Linked DNA regions of Danio rerio: region 1 is linked to region 2. Evidence: chromatin contacts called from public Hi-C data. All regions are on one chromosome and are shown on one strand. The core of a region is the stretch at or near the end of the contact, and the rest is flanking DNA. Distances in the headings are between cores, read along the strand shown.

What was found. A called contact is a pair of places that touch in the nucleus more often than the background predicts.
Region 1: a Hi-C map of hematopoietic stem cells shows a contact between it and region 2, with 3 times the contacts expected there. The contact joins two enhancer-like sites. A contact is called at or near these places in 2 of 18 Hi-C or Micro-C datasets (hematopoietic stem cells and an unstated tissue).

The regions. Positions count from the first base shown.
Region 1 is chr25:19,574,887-19,580,818 of GRCz12tu, reverse strand. It overlaps a transcript of met not described here. Among named protein-coding and RNA genes, the nearest start is that of met, 6.4 kb to the left of the region's middle. Within about 2 kb of position 3,603, at least 3 of the 62 cell types and tissues checked have an H3K27ac peak or open chromatin away from gene starts, as enhancers often do.
Region 2 is chr25:19,247,735-19,253,956 of GRCz12tu, reverse strand. It overlaps si:dkey-106n21.1, which reads left to right. Exons shown (of 16, transcript XM_073943010.1): 3 at 4,730-4,843; 4 at 4,996-5,082. The coding sequence starts at 5,030. Among named protein-coding and RNA genes, the nearest start is that of si:dkey-106n21.1, 44 kb to the left of the region's middle. Within about 2 kb of position 4,781, at least 7 of the 62 cell types and tissues checked have an H3K27ac peak or open chromatin away from gene starts, as enhancers often do.

The DNA of each region.
Region 1 (5,932 bases), core at 2,354-4,853, 330 kb before region 2:
CTGCGCGCTTTCTCTCAAAAGTTGTCCGCTCTTCCTCCCTCTCTCTCCGGAACCTCGTATTCACTCAGGGAATGTGTGCTAGGGTGACTCAGGCTCTGAATGGGTCACAGCAGTTTAAAGGGTTTGTTGTCGTTCTCTCCGCAAACGCTGCGGGTCGTTTCTCCGTGGTGCACGCGCGTGCCATTGGATGGAAACGGGTCTCTCAGGTGAGCGCAGACAGAGCTCTGAGGAATACGTCACTGCTGGTTGAGTAAGCGGGTTCGCTGATTGGCTGTAGATATTTTAGAACTAAGATTACTGTTTGGGAAGTTGTATAGATATTGAATAAAACCTCAAACGCATTATTCGTTATAAACATTTAACTTTTTAAAGTTTTTATCATTATCAGGCTATGTTTTTATTTTCCTACATTGTGTTTGTAAAAGTGTAAAATCAACTGAAACAAACACATTTCTTTTTAGTGTAACCATGTTATTTGTATTTCTTATTTAATTTTTAATTTTTTCCATTTCGAAGTATTTATTTGTAAAACCAAATCAAAATAATTAAACATAAATCAACACAGACAATAGATTACATACAAAAATTTTATTAAAATCTCATTTATAATATATTATTTTATGGAATTATTGTATTATTATAATGATGATGATGATGATTATTATTATTATTATTGTTGTTATCATTATTATTATTATTATCATCATCATTATTGTTGTTGTTGTTGTTGTTGTACATTAAATTCAATATGCATTAATTGATCATCTGTCATTAAGTGCACCAAAAACAATTTCAAGACTGCATTGTAACACTTCATAAAGATCTCTCATAAAAGATTGATAATTGTTGTGGTCAACGTTAGTTGTAAAGCCGAAGTGTGAAATTCATAACCCATGACTGTCTATTCAGCTATGCAGTATCTCCATCCGGCACCTGCCGTGGTATGTTACTCTGTTTTTATAAAGGGTCTCGCTGGCGTGACGCATTTGACAAATATTTTGTGGTTTAGCCTAGTCTTTTTTTCTTTTCTTTTTATAAAGGAGGATTAACGACATGATGTGGCTTTTGTTTGTCACCCTCTTGTATTTGTCACAGACTTGAGAATAAGCGCGAAAACTTTGACTGGCATTTCGGAGTATTCTAGCGCCACCTAGTGGTTAGTGACTCGTTTCGTGTTAGTGTTTGTCAGATTTATGTCCTCATCAATAAAATGTGTGATACAGAGTAAGTGGAGGGAGGACACCGCAGATAATCTACAAAACTGATCCGTATAGATTCTCTACCCACTCTAACTTGGTCTCTGCTTTTATTTATGCCTTTAAAGGTCAATAAAATCCAGGTTAGTGCTGACCTGGTCATTCTTTCTACTGTAAAACCTCATTGACGACGGATCATTTAAACCTGCCATGCACGGCTCATTTGGAGAAAGGGGGTCTTAAATTCTGTGCACATCAGGTAATTTAACTATGCTCTTGACATTGATATATTGGAAAGATTGATTGTGTTTATTATACTTAATGACTAATGTTTAATGCATTTTCAGACCAACAACAGAAATGATAGTTTACCAGTCAAACTTTAGATGAATTGAATGTTTATATCAGAGCAGTATGTAAAATATGGGAAACAACTTGAATGTATTTTTCTATCCCACTCTTGGCTGTTACAAGATCATAATATATTGAGAAACGGATTTGACATGGGAAGTTTAATGGGGTAAATGCAGAGCTGCATTTAAAAAACTTCACTTTTAGGGATACACTTAAACCAGTTTTACAGCACTTAAGCTGATTAGTTCACCCGCTGGTTTTGTTTTCCTCTTGATCACATGACCGCTCTCGAGGCAATTTTAGATTCATTTCATAATCATAATATTATTGATTTTTAAAACTTGGTCCATTGCAGAAAACACAGCAGGCTTTATGATTTATATAAATGAGATAATCTTATTTTTCTTTCCTTTCTTTTTCGTTTTGTGTCAGGTCTTCAAGTCTCTTGTGAAAAAATACACCCGTGTACGTTTTAAAATACTTATTTAAGAAAAAATATACCCAAGTGCAAAGTGAATACGTAACACTTTGTATGTATATATAAATATAAATATATGTTAAATTAAACTGTATTAGGGATATAATTTTCTTTTATTTACAATGCAATTAGCTGGAATACTAATTAATTTGGCACTTTCTTAACAGAAATTTAAAAAACAATTAACATGGAATTTCATGATTACTTCTATTTGGCTCAATTACAAATGTTATACTGAAAAAAACAGCATTGTTAGTATTTTAATATAATAAAACTATAGAATTTTTTTGTAGGGGCATGAAAAGTTTTTAGTTAAAAACAATGCAACTGTAAACTCATTTATTCATACATTTTCTTTCAGCTTTATCCCTTTATTCATCAGGGGTCGCCACAGCGAAATGAACCGTCAACTTATCTAGCATATGCTTTACACAGCAGACATCCTTCCGGCTGCAACCCAATACTGGGAAATATCCATACACACTCATTCACACACATACACTATGGCCAATTTAGTTTATTTAATTCACCTATAGTGTTCATGTCTTTGGACTGTGGGGGAAACCGGAGCACCAGAAGGAAACCTATGTGAAAACGGCAAGAACATGCAAACACCACACAGAAATGCCAACTGACCCAGCCAGTTGTTGCTGTGAGGCAACAGTGCTAACCACTGAGCCACTGTGTCACTGCAAAATGTAAACTTTTTTCCCCTAAATTATATAAAAATATTATTAATATTACAATTAGACAACCCTCATTATTACAAAATACACTTTTAAAAATCTAAACATGTTAATAAATAGTTCTGATATTTTTAAAATTAAAAAAATATATAAGATTTAAAATACACTTCAAATTCATGGATATTCAGTGCAGTTAAACTTGTTTTTTCCTTTGTTCACAAAACATGGTCAAATAAGATCCTTTACCCCAGGAGGGACACATTCTGCTTTCATTATATTTTTTTACAAACAGCATAGTCACTAAATTACTCTTTTGTTCAATCAGTGAGTCATTGTCCTAAAAACTATTGGAAAACAAACCAGCTTCACATTCTGATCTAATAAACATCTCGAAATAACAACACATTTCAATTGAAGACAAAACTTGAGGGCATTTCCATTACCGTTTTCCGTGCAGCTGAATACACAGTGCGACACACTGTTTTTCAGATTGTTTGTTTAGAGAAAAAATGATTCATTCCTAGTGGAAATGAACACCTGGTGGTATTTCAATGGCTCCTCAGATATACTCACTACCATCTTTTCTGTCATTTTCTGATCTAACATCCGGGATTTGATTGAACTTGACTGTGTTCGTATAAGAGCTGAGATATCTATCTACAGAAAAATACTACCTCTATGACTCAGTGTACAGTTTTGTTCGTTTTCATAGCAGCAAATTTTCTGAAGAAAACAACATCTGAAAGAAACAGATGGTATGATAAAGTCTAAAACAATAAATCTTCTGTATTATTCACGGAAAGTATGTATCAGCCTATATTAAATTAGTCTTGCACGGTGAATCAATTCAGTGACTCACTGGTCCACATGAATGCACAGATTTATTGAAAGGGCTTGCTATTTTCTCTAGTTACCAGAAGGAGGCGTTAATGTACAACCATACATCCCCGTGACAGAATATATTTTGTGAAGATGTTTCTCGATGTCTTTTTTTTTCAGGTCAAATAAGCTTACCACTTCTGTTGTTGTTTTATGTAAGTTGCTATGTTATTTGTTGGTACATGTCAACATTTATAGGTACATTCATCATACACTGGAATCAGTTTGTCAGAGAGAGTGCTCAGCAAATTTGAGTACACCCCATTTTGAAAAGAAATATTTTTTTTTCCATTTCTCAGTGAATATGAGTAATATATATTTTTGCATTTAAACAAAACAGATTTATTAAACAGATATAATTATTAAAATAATATTTTAGTCACAAAACATCTTTAGAATTGGTAAGATAATACATTTAAATTCATGCAAAATATTGCAAAAAAAATTATAATTACAAACAACAACATTGCAACAAAATTGTATATATTTTTGTTTCTCTTGATTTTTGCTATTTTTGAAAATGTTTTTTTTTTAAATATTTTTTTCTGCTGACAGAAAAACAAATACATTTGGGCTACTAATTTTAAACCATTATTGTAAGTTATTTTGTTAGATTAGCTCCAGATTTGGCTTCAGCACTGACTAATCTAATGTATATACACAAAATATAATATTGTAAAGCTTCCTATAGAAAAAATGTATTTAAATAAGAGATTTGTGGGGGCGGGGGTTTCCTCATGTATGCTGTGCACTGTAAGATACATCATACATAAAATTACAAAATGGGGGATAGAGGACTTTTGTCCTCTTAAAATTAGGTGCATGGTCAAAATTTTGTGTGGTCGAAAAGCATGACCGAGTCAATCAACTGGTATTCTTTAAATAGCTAATTTCATCATTCAATAAAGCAACAAACTTTATTTTAATCCATTTACCTGCATATAATGGGAGAAACATTTGAGGGTCTTTTAAAAGTATGTCATCTAAATCAACCGGGCCCAGTTTTAAAAAGTAATCCAGTGGGATTTCAAATCACAGATTGGATCATATCTTGGAAATGGGTTTTTCAAAAGTAACAGAGGGATTTTAAATTAAGATCAGACCATGTAATCCAAGCTAACATTTTATTTGGATCAAGCCCTTTGGGTTATTTAAAACTTTGAACTCAGATTGGGATCTATTTTATATTTATATTATATATATATATATATATATATATATATATATATATATATATATATATATATATATATATATATATATATATATATATATATATATATATTATATTGTATTTAGAACAAACTAAAAAATGTTAAATGTTTGTTGATTACAGTGTTTCTTTTCTTACCATTAAAACAATAGCTGTTTGTGGCCACTGGTACTTTGCCTACCTATTGTTCTTTGTTAAGCCAGTAGGCTACACTGTTGTTCCATTTAAGGCTGTGGTAAACAGGATTTGGTAATCCAGAAATTTGGTATTTGAATCACAGTGATCCAACCCAATGTTTCTTTAAAAAACAGGCATGAAAGTAAGATAGATCAGTTAATCCTGGATAACAAAACATGTGATTTCCAAATCTGGACCAATTTGAATCAGATTAATTTTTTTGAAAAACTTGGCCCTGATGACCAAAATGCAAAAGTCAGATTCCAAAGTCAATTGGCGTTCTTTCATCTGCTCAGTAAAGATATTCATTTGAATCAAGCACAAATTTAATTTTATTTCACTTACTTGCTTATTTTGATTTTTAGATATTCTTAATTACATTTAAGAGCTTTATTAAAAATAAGATTTAAGGGAATAACTTCTTAATGACCAACAAGTGAATTTGTATGTTATTATCATCCAAAGTCCGCAAGGGGTGCTAAACTCCATTGAAAGCATTTTATAAATTTGACTGTAGCTTATTTTCCTATCAAATATTTGGTCCCTGCCAAGCTCTTACATTTGTGTAAAAGTGAAAGGACGTTTTCAAATGCTGCTTTTATCTTTATTGTGGTTAAGGTTGAATTAAAACGAGTTATTGTAGCTATTAAAACTGAAACAAAATCCTTTACTTTGACACTAACTTAAATAACGTGTTTTAATTAATCATTTTCATTTAGTTCAACATGTACTAAAATAGGTGGATAAAACAATTTGAATATCCATAAACTTTATATATATATATATATATATATATATATATATATATATATATATATATATATATATATATATATATATATATATATATATATATATATATATATATATATATATATATACATATATATATATATATATATATATATATATATATATATATATATATATATATATATATATATATATA
Region 2 (6,222 bases), core at 3,532-6,031:
CAGAATTTACCGGTATTTTGGAAAGGATGTGTGAATGCTCTTTTCCGTAAAAATTCCGTAACTTCCTCGCCTGTGTGAACAGCGCTTTTTTGAATATACAGGTAAAGTCGTTCCGTAAATTTTCCAGATATTTACCGGTATCACTGTGTGAAAGGGGCTATTGAATCGTTGGCAGTTTCCATCCAGTGTTAAAGACATAGTTCACCCAAAAGTGTAAATTATGTGTGACTGAAGTATACGACATAAAACATATAATGTAAGAAGTAGTGAGAGTATGTGGAAAATTCTTCTGAAAGTAATTCCTTTATGTTATAATCATATATTTTTATTTTATTTTATGATATTTACTTATAAGTATCATCTTTGTTTTAAATGGGTGTTTAACATTTATATCATTGATCAGCTGAAAATATGAAGATACTTAAAGTGATTCCTATGACATAAATTGTTTTGAATTTAAAATGTTTTTTAAAAACACTTTAATTATATTTATCCCTATTTTGAACACGCCTGAACTTAATGCATCTCTAAAACTCTTGATTCTGATTAGTCATTCATGCCATTTTGTGGTTTCTTATTCACACATAACACTCGACAAAAGCTTGTAACTGGTAGAAATAAGTTGCATGCAAAATGGCACACTGTACACTATGCACTGTGTACTTATGCACTTACACACTCAACAGCATAGTGTATGTATGTATTGTCGTCCCAAATGGAACACTTTAATCAAATCCAGATGACGTTTGACGGTTGCCAAATTAGCAAAATAAATGACCAAACTACCAAATAATACCTGTCATGAGTATAACAGCATTCACCATTGGGAGGTGATATAATCACTCTTGTAGTAGAATTTTGCTTTTCACAATCTATAATAAATAATCCAACATCAGAGCTCGATAGCTACCCCCCCCCCCACCCCCCTTCTGCTATGTAAGCAAAGCTGCGACTGTTGAGTGCATGAAATGTCCAACATTTCACACTTCATTTTAATGATTGAATAAGTGCATCATCTGGATATTTAAAATGCACTTATTATTTCCAGTGTGAATGCACTATTTACACTACAAAATGGTAGTATAGTGCATAAGTACACAATTTTGGACACACCTTGTATCTTTTAAATGCTCGCATATGCGTCGGCATATTGACCTAATTTTTTATGTATGAGCAGGCACAGCTATCAGAACTTATTGGCTTTAAATTTCCAGTTACATTTACTTCCATTGATTTCTAGCTGTAAAAACATATTTATTATTGTTTATTTTTTGTATAGTCATAAACACACTTGTTTGTGGCCTGTTAACTGCCGTTTATTATTTCTAATAATTTCACCATAGGCTAATGACTCATAAGTCTTAAAACAATTGCAAAAAAGGGCACACTTCCACATTGCCAAATAAGGTCAATAATGCCATTTCACAAGACCTTTTCTAATTTCATCCCCCCTCTTTTTGTCTACAACTTTGCTTCATTTCTACATACTGTTTACAATAAAGGCAAATAACTGCTAAAAGGTTTATCCAGTTTGAATGTTCTTCATGAAAGCTTTGCGTAAATTAAAAACATTGAACTTTAACGAAAATTAATGTAAAAACAACAAACACAAGCATTTCAACAAACTCTCTTTCATGCTTGAATGAAAAAGTATTTTGTAAACAAGGCAACGTCATAAATATAGAATCCCAAAACACTAGACTTTCATAAAAAGAGTCATAAAGTGATCTAATGTAACACAGATGCATTGGAATCTTTTGTGTCTCCAAAAAGTCATACTGAGACTTGAACTAATTGTGCATTCTTGCTGCATGAAACAATATAAATTTAGCCTTCCACTGTATGAATCATAAGCAGATAAATCCCAGCCAAGGATATTAGCGCAGTGCATCCAGTTGTTGTTGTTTTTCCCTCCCTTTTTCCTTTTTTCCCCCGTTTATTTGTAAGCCAGCAAAAGAGTAATAGAAATATCATTCAGGGCACAGTTGCTGGTGGCAGGGATGACATCATCCCTCACTAATCCTACTTCCTCTCAGCATGTCATTAAGCGCCAGTAGCCAGTGACCCTTTCGTGCCTCTATTGACTGTCTGCTTGATGTTCACAGGAAACGAATAGACCGATACAGTTGAACAGGCATGTTATCAGTCGCTTCCTGCTGGACATGTAACTGTACTCTAGATTAAGACTCTTTCGGATGGTGACCTAGAGAAACACTGAAGGGTGTAATGTCAGAACATACCAGCAGAGGCGAATTGGACCACAAACCAGCCAAATCTTGACACTCTAATGGTGTTAAAGGAATATTTCTTTCGAAAAAAATCTTTAAACAATGAAAATGTGTCATTGTTTACTCACCCTGTACTCTAATATGTAGAGTTGTTTTGTTTTTTTTTTGGTTGTTGAAAACAGAAGAAGATTTTTATTTTATTTTTTATTTTTTTGAAGAATGTTGACTATTTCTTTCATTGTAGGAAAAATACAAGTCAATGGCTACTGGATTTCAATTTTTTTCAGTATATATTCTTGTTTGCTCTACAGAACAAAAAGTTTGGAACAAGTGGAGTGTGAGTAAATAATGACTGTTTTGGAGTGAACAATCCTTTAAATATTTGGGTCATTAAAAAAATTAATAAGTAGAAAAATAACAACTTAATTTTGTTTAAAATTTTAAATAACTAAAGGTGTTTTTTTTTTTTTTTTTTTGGTGATAATATAAAAGTTCTGGCCTGTACTCATTATGATTAATGTGGAAATCCAAGGCAAAACTATACAAAATTGTTCTGCTCACATCTCATTTTCTGAGTTGTTACAAACCAGGCTTGCACATTGCAAAGTGTGTTGTTAAATAAATGTATATGTTTATAAAAGTGTACAGCAAGTAGTGATGTTGGTTCCACAATTATTATTCTCTAGTGTTCATGAGATGGATTGCCTGAGGGAAGAAACTGTTTCTGTGTCAGGCTGTTCTGGTGCGCAGTGCTCTGTAGTGTCGACCAGAAGGTAAAAGATTCTGGCAGCCCTTCTGCTCGCTCTGGATAAGTACAGTTCTTGAGAAGTAGGGAGGGTTGTACCAGTGAAAAATATCATTTTTACATCAATATTGCAATGTGATAATCCACAATAGACACATTGCAAAATACAGTGCTCAACATATTTGAGTACACCCCGTCCAAGTCTATGTTCTAAATTCATACTTTTAATAGGAAGCTATACAATATTATATCTGTGCATATACGTTAGATTAGTCAGTACAGAAGCCAACTCTGGAGCTTATCTAACAAAATAACTTATGATAATGATCCAAAAAATAATACACCCAAATTTGCATGTTCTAGAAAATATTAAATACAGGAGGAAAAATCAAGAGAAGGAAAAAAGAAAAAAAAAATGTTAAAATTTTGTAAGTTGTAATAATTATTGTTTTTTTGCAATATTTTGCTTGAATTTAATTGTATTATCTTTCAATGCCTAAAAGTGTTTGGTGACTAATTATTATTTTAATAAATATATCTGTTTATTAAGTCTGTTTTATTAAAATGCGCCAAAATACATTGCCTATATTCACTGAGAAATGGATAAAAATATTCATTTTCAGAATGGGGTGTACGCAATCATGCTGAGCACTGTATATACAATGTTAAGTTTGTATCATAATTTATCATTTGCATGTGTTTTTAATGCCTGGAATTGTATAATGATTTTAAAAGCGTTTAGGCACAAAATATTTCACCACTTGTGACTTTAAGGAGGATTCATTTTATTTAATTATTTAATTTCTGTACTTGAATACTGTTAGACTCTGGAAATGATAAACTGTGTTTATCTATCTTTTTCTTAATTGTCTTTATAAATTGTTATTTATGAAAATGCTCACAACGTACACTGAAGAGTAATACAGAAATACACTGCAAATAGCACAGACCACAAGAAAATGTGTCTGGGGACCCCCGAAAGTTTATAGATTGTTTATTAGATTTTATGAGGATGCTAAAGTAGTATATCAATTCATCAATCATTGACTAAAAACATGCATGAAAATACTCACAACACATGCAAATAGAGAAATGCACTGCAAGTAGCACAGACCACATGAAAATGTGTGGGAAATGTATAGATTGCTATTTGATGTTATGGAGATGCACCCCATTTCAGAATAATCCCAATTGATCTTACAAATATAGATATTAAGTCAACTGGTGACATTGTATTCATATCCCAATATATATCACAAATAAAAATCATAAGATTTTTTAAAATCATGCAGCCCTATTCAAAACCCTTTTCCATATATTCATGGAGTCTATTTCCTCACACAATTAAGCAGGGAAATTAGCTGTTGTATCATGGCTACAGCAGGCACACCATATTACACATTCTAATTGGTGGTGCACATGTTCTTTTTTCTGGAGACTATTTTCAGGTGTAATGTCGATGCTCCTGCTGCAGCCATAACACAGCAGCAATGATTATTACACCAGAATGACAGTATAGTTAATAGACATGTCAGCCTAGAAAATAGTAACTTTTAATTTTCTGCCAGTCTTTGTAGAAAATGTAACTACGAAAGAGTCGAACTGCAAATAGAAAATGATCAAAACTATTTATCCTGATGCTAATCCTCATGCTTCAATGATCTATGCTAAGCAATATTATTATATAACAATATTAATATATAACAATTGTAAATCGAGCTTATTTTCTTTAAGATCATATGTTGTGTTCTTTCAGATGGTGTCCTGGAGAAAGACTGAATGGTGCAGGAACAAAATTTACCAGCAGAGGCGAACTGGACCATGAACCAGCCAAATACTGACCCTCTAAAAGATGTTGAATGTTTCCCAGGTGAGATCAAGTGCAAATCTATATTATTTGAACACTCATTTGATTTTGTTTTTTAAAAGGATCAGGCGTTTCTTTGTTTAACTTGACTAAATTATTACTCTCAGATGTGTGAAGTCCTTCATTGGCTATCATGCGTTTATTTCTGACTGTAGGTTGATGATGTCAGTGGTTTCCGTGAGGAATTAGATGAGAAATGCTGCCATCTGCTGGACAAACAGCAAAATGTGGTTTTTGAAAAGGTCAGTGCGATGCTGAAGGAAAATGGAATCAATGTTGCAAGCGAAAGAGAGGATGCTTTAAAAGAATTACTTGCAATTATAAATTATGCTTTTATTTATTTATTTGTTTGTTTCTTTATTTGTTTATTTACTTATTTATCTATTAACTTATTTAAAGCATAGATGAAATGAGCAAGTTACACTGAATTGAGCATGACATTTTTAAAACATAAATAAAATGAAATTGGTTAAAAAAATAAGAATGCAAGTAACACTGAAATTAGCATAAAATTTTAACTATAGAAAACTGAAATAAAATAAAGTGTGTGTGCGTGCGTGCGTGCGTGCGTGCGTGCGTGCGTGCGTGCGTGCGTGCGTGCGTGCGTGTGTGTGTGTGTGTGTGTGTGTGTGTGTGTGTATCGTCACCTTAGAATTATAAGGTTCTATCTGACATTTTTGTCAAAATTGAGTTATTGACATGTTCTTATTGAATGACAACTTATTTACATTATGGGATGTTTTTTATAAGTTGTTTACATTTTAAGACTTTATTAAAAAAAACAAATGTTACACACATACTGTTTGCTGTGGAATGCGAAAACTTTAAAGCTCATTATCTCAAAATCATTCTGAACGCATATAGAACCTTATAATTCCAAGATGACGATATATATATATATATATATTAGATTCTGTGTGGAGTTTGCATGTTCTCCCCGTGTTCAAGTGGGTTTTTTCTGGGTGCTCTGGTTTCCCCAACAAGTCCAAGAACATGTGGTATAGGTTATGTGGGTAGGCTAAATCGTCCCTAGTGTATGTGTGTGAATGGGTGTGTATGGATGTTTCCCAGTGCGGGGTTGCAGCTGGAAGGGTATCTGCGGCGTAAAACATATGCTAGATAAGTTGGTGGTTCATTCCGCTGTGGTGACCCCAGATTAATAAAGGGACTGAGCCAAAAAGAAAATGAATGAATGAAGTCCACATAAAACCTTTTGTAATTTTGCATTTTGTACTGTTTTTTGACAATAAGGAACATACATTTTCTGAAGTTTTTTTATAGGAATGAAACCAGAATGCATTCATTGATTGTGGAAATATTTGAGATATGACTACTTTAACAATCAAAAAGCATTTTGGTCCATTCAACTCCATAGTTGAATG